3 separate regions of the Sus scrofa genome follow, and regions 1 and 3 are each linked to region 2. Evidence: chromatin contacts called from public HiChIP or PLAC-seq data. All regions are on one chromosome and are shown on one strand. Each heading gives the region's core, a stretch centred on a gene start, on an enhancer-like site or on the middle of the called end of the contact. The rest is flanking DNA. Distances are from core to core; before and after follow the strand shown.

The links. HiChIP or PLAC-seq counts read pairs in DNA pulled down with a chosen protein or histone mark.
Region 1: an H3K27ac HiChIP or PLAC-seq map of alveolar macrophages shows a contact between it and region 2. The contact joins two enhancer-like sites. A contact is called at or near these places in 2 of 47 Hi-C or Micro-C datasets (both in embryonic fibroblasts) and 2 of 2 datasets of contacts at active chromatin or transcription factors (alveolar macrophages and skeletal muscle).
Region 3: a contact with region 2 is called in an H3K27ac HiChIP or PLAC-seq map of alveolar macrophages. The contact joins two enhancer-like sites. A contact is called at or near these places in 3 of 47 Hi-C or Micro-C datasets (embryonic fibroblasts, heart right ventricle and skeletal muscle) and 1 of 2 datasets of contacts at active chromatin or transcription factors (alveolar macrophages).

The regions. Positions count from the first base shown.
Region 1 is chr9:28,214,797-28,217,496 of Sscrofa11.1, reverse strand. The region is part of intron 1 of MAML2 (mastermind-like protein 2); the gene reads left to right. The region is part of intron 1 of LOC110262220 (a long non-coding RNA gene); the gene reads right to left. Among named protein-coding and RNA genes, the nearest start is that of MAML2, 160 kb to the left of the region's middle. Within about 2 kb of position 1,351, at least 14 of the 83 cell types and tissues checked have an H3K27ac peak or open chromatin away from gene starts, as enhancers often do. A contact at or near this core is called in alveolar macrophages, where this site is marked.
Region 2 is chr9:28,079,065-28,081,764 of Sscrofa11.1, reverse strand. All of the region lies in intron 2 of MAML2 (mastermind-like protein 2), which reads left to right. Among named protein-coding and RNA genes, the nearest start is that of MTMR2, 110 kb to the right of the region's middle. Within about 2 kb of position 1,449, at least 33 of the 83 cell types and tissues checked have an H3K27ac peak or open chromatin away from gene starts, as enhancers often do. A contact at or near this core is called in alveolar macrophages, where this site is marked.
Region 3 is chr9:28,238,588-28,241,363 of Sscrofa11.1, reverse strand. The region is part of intron 1 of MAML2 (mastermind-like protein 2); the gene reads left to right. Among named protein-coding and RNA genes, the nearest start is that of MAML2, 130 kb to the left of the region's middle. Within about 2 kb of position 1,318, at least 24 of the 83 cell types and tissues checked have an H3K27ac peak or open chromatin away from gene starts, as enhancers often do. A contact at or near this core is called in alveolar macrophages, where this site is marked.

The DNA.
Region 1 (2,700 bases), core at 102-2,601, 140 kb before region 2:
TGCTATTCCCTCTGGTAATGTACTCTTTTCTGAATGAAGATTTTGCTTCCTACAAATGTTTCTGGATAATTCAACAAAGACGCTTATAATCCTGTCTACAACAAACAAGGTCATACTCGATCTGGAGTTGTAATCGCCTACACTGTGCATCTAGAGAATGGATGTGATGAAACATGACATGAATTAGGAAATCTGTCACGAGAAAAACGTATGCTGTCACAAATTAACCAGTTTTGCCACGATTTCAAGGCCGTGGATTTTCAATTACCTGAAATTAGTCATAGTGGTAGGAGACCACTTTTCTTTCTAGTCTAGCCCACAACGGCATTAAAGCCTGTTTCAGATACTTCAAATGGAGAATTTACAACATCCATTTAATATTATTTCTATAAGCTTACAGTCCCCTAAGAGTAACTCTTAGTAATCAGAAACACTAAGATCAAATATAAGGATTTACCAAGTAGTAAATTAAGAAGTGCAAAACTTGTGCTATACAAATCGTCCACTAGTTTAAAAATAAATACATTTCAATAAGAAATCTAGATTAGGCCCTATTGGCTTTAATTGTACAATGGAAATCCATTTATATGCATTACCAGACTCTCATCGAATCATACCTCAGGGCACCCGTAGGGAAATCACCTTTTCTATTAAACTAGATGTGTCAGGAGAGAAATGGGTGTAGAGGTGGTTGTTTCCATGCGTGGAACCAGATGTAGGAAAAATATCTAGTCCCTAGCACCGAACTGGAATCTTCTCTTGGCTAATATGATGTGACTGAATTCCAGGAATGTTAGTTCCATTAAAAGAGGAATGGCTCTTTGGGCATTTGAAATCTTCTGCTTCTTTGTTTGTAGGATCCTTTGTTTTAAATGAACTAATGCGCAGCACTTTTGATGCAGCTCCGATTAGCCCTGTAGAATGCTGCCTCATAACTTTTTCCTGTGACACTTCCTTTCAGTGATGCTTCACATGGGCTTTTTTCCCCTCTGCCCACACTCTGTGTTCACCACCAAATTTCCACTGTCAGTTCTTGCCCACACACAATTTCACTCGCATGTATACTCCTTGAATCTAAGAGCAGCTCAAACTGCCGCTCACATATTCATTACACATTATGGAGAAAAGCTGACTTCCTCAAAAAGGGCATAAAGTTCACGGAAGGGACTTGCTATCTTCTAGGGCATTTTCCTCTATGGGGTCTCCTTGGTCCTGTTTCTTGCACTTGCCGCAAGTACATCTGTTCTCTTTTTGCTGATGGGACCCCCTCCCCCCCAAGCCATTTTCCCCTGTTGACTGGTTTTCCCATCAGAAGTTCTTAATTATGAGTCAATAAAATGATACTCTACAGTCACACCCCCAGGGAAGGGAAGGATTGCCCAAGTCTCTAGATTATTCAGGAAAGGAAGGAGGCAGGGGAGAGATTTGTTTGCTTTCTATTTTCTCTTCAAGCAAAAGTACATTTTAAAAGCTGAATTAGAAGGGTAATGGGAACTGCTTAAATCAGACTCTCATATCTGTGTTTAAAAGCTCCCGACTCAGGAAAGCTTGAGAAAAAAAGAAAAGTAAGGTTTCAAACATGTGCTTGTTTCTAAGCACAAACTTGGCAACTTCTCACATTGCTTTCACTAAACCTAAGAGTTCTCAGACAAGTGAGGTCTGTGTTCATCACTTTCCAGCAAAGATGAAATAGCAGGGTGCTATAGCGATGACTCTGGTTACTAGGACTTCACTGCCAAGTCAGAAACTCGGAGGGATAACTCCATTTAACCAGAGGCCAAGGGTACCTTGGCCACATGAATGCCAGGCCAAATGCCAGCCGAATTAATCAGTATGCCCAGTGCAGGAGTCAGGAGCAAAGCCTCTTCTGGAGAGCTCAGTCCATGGACCGGTGTGAAAAGCAGCGGAGCAGAGAGGACAGTCCTAAGTGGCCCAATCCCAGACGTGACGCGGACACTTAAAAATTCCTAGTTCCTTTGTCTAAATGATACCAGAAGTTCAAGCATTTACTTCCAAGGCACCAAGGGACAGTAATCACTTGCGATTTCTTAAGTGAAGCTAAGTTAATACCCTCACTCTTTCATTCAATCATTCATCCATTTAAAATGAAGATATTTCTAGGACACCTAGTAAGTGTCAGGAAAATCCCAAAGCATTTCTTTTAGCTTAGGTAATGGGTTAAGTTAAAGTTCTGAATTGAAAGTTCCCATTGTGGCTCAGTGGATTATGAACTTGACTGGTATCCATGAGGATGCAGGTTTGATCTTTGGCCTCGCTCAGTGGGTTAAGGATCTGGCGTTGCTGTGAGCTGTGGTGTAGGTCACAGACATGGCTCAGATCTGGCATTGCCATGGCTGAGGCATAGGCTGGCAGCTGCAGCCCCGATTCAGCTCCTAGCCTGGAAACTTCCATATGCCACAGGTGTGGCCCTAAGAAGCAAAAATAAATAAATAAATAAAAATTCTGAATCACTGTCACTTTGTTGTACAGCAGCAATTATCACAACTTTGTAAATCAATTATATTTCAATAAAACTTTTAAAAATGAAAAAAGTAAAAACAAAAAATTAGAGTTCTGAGAAAAATAGGAACCCAGAATCTATATTTGAACAGTAATAACTAAAATAACAGTGGCTTTTTAAATTAACCACCTACTATGCACCACACTTGGTATATCTTGTTTCTCTATCACACTGTACTT
Region 2 (2,700 bases), core at 200-2,699:
TTGCTAATTTAAGTCAATAGTATTTCCCAAGCCCCAGGTAAAGTGCCCAATGTCCCTGATTTATTGTTTGCAGTCCAAATGTTTCCATTTATTTTCTTCCTAATCTGAATATAGATACCCCTTCCTGTTCTTGCACAGTGCTAGATCCCCTGGACTTTTCACCTAGTTTTCCAATCATAAGAACAAACGTGAAATAAGTGCTCACCTTCAGAAAAAGGATAACTTTGCAATAATGCATTTGGGAGTGCCCGAAATTAAAGCCAGAGATAATATAAGAGAAAAGGAAAAGAGAGAGAGAGATGAAATAGTGTTATGTAAGAATAAAAGGTGGTATATCAAATTAAAACCACATATAAGACATAAATATAAGCTAAACAGCTAATTCTTCCTCCAAGGGACCGTGAAAAGATCAGTCTCTACCTAACACCCCCTCGTGGCCCACACCATCCCCTCATTAGATGAGTCCATGGTAAAGCAGACACTCAATCCAACCTCTCTTAGAAATTGTAAATTACAGTCCCTTTCTGTGGAACTCCTGTTGATGCTGGCTTCCAGCCTGGGCTCCTCCTCTGATTATCTGAGCCAGTTGTTTCACCTTTTAGGGACTCAGTGTCCTCTTTTATTAAATATTACTTAGTGAATTTTACTGTCCGAGTGAGCTCTTTTTAAAATTGAGATGCAAATTAGTACTATATCCAGAAACAGCAGCCCCTCAAAATATCCCCATCTAGAGCTATAACTTCGAATCAGGACAAGTCAGAGTCCAGGAAAAGTGGAAAAAGCTCCTAGGAAGTAAGACATTTCCGAACTTCAGTCTGCATCTGGCTGGAAGCCCTCTGTGGAGTTTTCAAGGAGAGACCCCTACATGGCTCTAAGATGGTTCTTTTTTCTCCCTCCTAATAGAGCATAAAGCAGTAAAAGCGATGCCATACCTCTCTCACATGAAGCGCTCTCAATACGAGGGCGCCCACGTGGTCGGCTTCAGGTCTGAGCCACAGATCCACATATATGGCTAAAGGGAGGGAAGGAGCAGACAAAATACCAAAGCGATGAAGAGAGAAAGAAAAGATGTTCTGCGAACATCTTCATTGTTTGCCCACATGACTGCCTGGTATGTTAATGTCTCGCATCAGCCTCTGCTAATGAGGATGCTGCCCTTACTTCCCTTGCAGTTTATAAATGGAGTGGCATTATGTAATCACCCTAATGAGGTAATAGAAACATAAGTACACAGGAAAATTTGATAGGGTTTCTCCTAATTCGCCCTCTGCTGTGTCGGTCACCCCCCATCCCATTAACCCTCCCTCTCCCCTCCGCCCTCCCCCCCTCCAACTGGCTGAATCTCTGGTCCCAGAGGACATATTGTTGGCTATTATTTATAAGAAGTCTCTCTCCTCTTGGCAGGATATAGAACAGCTGCTGGTCTATTCTCTGCCACAGAGACCAACTTCCCTCTTTTGCCCTGGATGATTGGAAGAAAGTCGGGGAGAAAAGCAATTTATAGTTGTGTTACAGCACCTCTATTTTCTTTTATGTTTATTTATATTGCTTCCATTTCTGCCTGGGATTTCTGAGATAATCAGGATCACTCTGCTACAGAATTCTCATTTGGGGAGGCTCTGGTGGCAGTTGATGGCATTTTTCTTCATTGAGTCAGACATTTTAGAACTCTGGGCTAGAGGAAACTGAGCATTTCTACTGCGAGAGTTTGAGAATCAATGTGGTGGGGTTTTGTTCTTGTTTTTGTTTTTTTCTGAGAAACTGATGGCTGTGTTTGATGTTACATGAACCATAAATGACTCTGAATTCCTCAAGGGAAGGCACCTTGTCTTTGTCAACTTGCCGCCCACGGGGTATAGCACAGTACCTGCTTGGTAAATGTTTGCTGAATGAACTGAGTGGGGTTCGGGTTTGTCCGTCCTTTGATGTCCACGTCTCCGACAGACCAGCCCCTAAGCCTCAGCCCGGACTTCCAGGCCAGACAAGCCCATGACCCAACGTGGGCCTTTTCCTGAGATCTTTTGTCCCGCATTATTTTTGGCTCTGGGACTCATCCTGGTCAAAGAAGCACAAGAGCTCAAGATTTCAAAATCTAGGCTAGGTCCTGAATCTTCAGAGAGACCTGAGCCTCTCTGGAAGTGGAATACAGGGAGAATTTCTTTGTTCTTTTAGGAGTCGAAGGAAATCCCAGAGTAGGAAACTGGCCTGGGTCCCGAGATCCAGACAGGCCAGACGCGGACAGTCCTTGGTGAACAGAAAGGAGTCACGGTCCAGCATTATGGGTTTTCCTCCTGACCAAAGGTTTGGGACTGAGCTGGGTTGGCTGCTGGTCAAGGCCATGTTTAGGGAAGTCTGGAGAAGCAGAGTGGAGTAGTTAAATCCACTCTGGTGAACAGAAAAGTATCACAGTCCAGCATTATGGTTTCTCCTCCTGACCAAAGGTTTAGGACTGAGCTGGGTTGGCTGCCGGTCAAGGCCATGTTTAGGGAAGTCTGGAGAAGCAGAGTGGAGTAGTTAAATCTGAGGTGATGGGGTGTGTCCAAGGGGAGATTGACTTCTGATTCCCTTATTTATCTCTACGTGGAAACAGCTTAGTCAGTATTAATAATAGCAAGCTTCCTCTGCAGACCAGTCAGCCCCCTTCCTGGAGGAGACTAGGAAAGCTGGAAATTGCTACGTGGCAGGTGCTCTTGGTAAGGG
Region 3 (2,776 bases), core at 69-2,568, 160 kb before region 2:
TAACATTTTTTTTTTTTTTTAACAATTGTCTCTTTGTTGCAAGACCAGGAACGAAAATAATTAGAATTTGCTGCTGGGCCTCTGTGTCTACTTTAACCTGATCTATTTTGTCTAGCATTTCTTCGCAAAGCTCTCAAATGCATTGTTAGCCTATCTGATCCTGTTGTCTGGAGACCACAGAGTGCTTCACATCTTACCCGGGGAACGGATCACTGAGGAAGGGAGAGCATTCTTTACTGACTTTTCCTAGTTTAGACCCATTGAATTTTGTTTCAGCTGCCATTTTAAGGGCGAAGAAAAAGCACTGCATCTGTAAAGAGCTCTGTCACTTTTCTCCGTGTGATGACTAATGGTGGGGAACTTAAAACCTTATCCTTGGTATCTTTTGGAGTGCAGACAATTCAACACTCTCTTGGGATGAGTAAATATCAGCCTGTTCCCAGGAAGATTAACTAGTAAGATGATGGAGGAAAAACTGCTACTTTTTAGGGGGCTATCCATAAACTGCCATCTCTACTTAAGACAGACTCTGGTATGATTCATTTCCATGGTGCTGTAATTTCTAGAAAGAAAAGGTATTTTATACACTTTTCAGTGTAACAATAGTTGCTTTCCAAGATGTTAATTTTGGTTTCAAAGTTAATGTCTGTCAATGTAATACATTTACTGGCCTTTGAAAGACCATAAAATAGTGTAGAATTAGAAGACCCGGCTTCCATATACTTTAGGCAAATCCTCCATTGCTTTACCTGTTGTGGACGTAACCGCACTTATCCAGCTTCCCTCATAGCCTTACATTTAACGGGGAAAAATGAAGCATATTTAATGACTTTGACTTTGAAAGTTCTAGGGATCCCAGCTGGAAGCAAAGCATAAGCTTTGTGGACAGAGCAGAGAGCCCAAAATCTGAAATCTAGCTTTGCTACTTATCACCTGTCTGGGCACTCTCTGTATCTTGTTTCCTACACTCTCTGTATTTTGTTTAACTAATCTGTAAAATGACCCCCAAATAATCCCTACCACATAGGATACCTGCAAGGAGCAAAGAGACTACTACCCCTGATTATAACATAAGGCAACTGAGGGCCCAGTCAGTAGAGTCTTTCCCAAGTGCATCCATCCACACATATTCACCAAGTTGCCGCAAGCAGTGTGCACATTGCTTAAATTACCATGCTATCTCAACTCGGAGAAAGACTTTCTTTTTAACTGAGAGCCCTTTCTGCTTCTTTATTTCAGGAGGAACGGTCATATTGCTGACTCTCTCTGGTTTATGGGCTGATGACTCATGCATGAGTTATCTCAGCCTCTTGTTCCTTCTCTCTTCCTCTCTTCTGCCATCTCTATCATGGGACCATTTTCTTTCTGCTAGCACTTCTCAGGGAGGTTGTGAAAGAGTGGTGAGCGACAGTGAATTAACCCCTTGTTAGCAGCCCAGTCTTCAGAGGGAAGCCTCACCCACTGCTGCTGACTGATAAGATGATGACAATCTCTGCTTCAAACGTCTCCTCCACAACTTTGGCTTCCAAATTGCCTCTTGCCTCCTTCTGCTCTAATTGCCCCTTCCTTGTTGGAGCCTCTTCCCAAGGCTAAATCCTTAAATGTTAGTGTTCCCTGGGGATCTCCCCTTGGACTTTTTATTCTGCTTGCTCTCTTGGCTGATCACACAGCGCACGTGTGCCTGTGTTGCCACCTATCTGATACTGACTCTGAAATCCATTATCTTTCACATGGAATCTCTTTCTTAACCTCCAGGTCCAGATGTACCTTGGCCATCACTGCCTTTGTCCCACAGGCACATTGAACATGTTATGTCCAAAAATGAACTTGTTTGCCCCTCCATTCACACACACACACATACACACTTCCAGGTTAGAACTCCAAACTCTTTCTACTCTCTCCACTAAGTGCCCTATGAACCACTGGGTTCCATGCATGATAAACTTACAACTTTTTCCCACGTGTTTGTCATACAAGAGATGTGTGATTTCTTCCTCAAAGGCCCTGTCCATGCTTCTCATCTTCCCTTTTTCTTACAATTTCCCTCTTAGATCTCAGCAAGTTAGCCTTTAAGAAAGACAAAGTATTTTTAGATCCCTCTTGTGAGTAATTATTTATTCCATCTTCTGTGCATTCATAGCCTTTATTCATAACTTTGTTATGATATCTTTTTGTTTATCTTTCACAAGTACAACTTTAAATTGGATGATAATATTCTTTTAAAATCTCAAAGACCCTGTCACATTGGACAGTGCCTTACAAGGAATTCAATAAAGAAGTATTTGAATGCACTTAAGACTGTTATTAAGACGCAGGGAGCATTGTTTATCATTCTATTTCCATGGTGAAATATTTGATGGTTGATTATCATTTATTAAATAATTCACTTTGCACTCCACACACAAATTACAGAAAGAGGCTTCACAGGTGGTTTTAGTATCACATCAAGATATCAAGAGTTTAGAGTTAAGATTTCAGAATATTTCTGTACCCTTATGGTTTTCAACAAGTTTGAGATCTCTCTAAAGTTTAACTTTAATTTACCTAAATTGTTTAAAAAAGTAATCATTATGCTTAAGCCAGTCTGACCCTCTAATTTCTGATTATTAGATCCAAAGATGAGGAATCTGAATGTAAAGATGTTCTAATAAATGGGCAGAATGAAGTCAGTGTAACATGTGGTTTGAGGAAGCAGTGCATATATGAATCATAGGAAAAGAAGAGACAAAAGAATTTCAAAACAATGAAGCCAGGAGTTCCTGTCTTGACTCAGCAG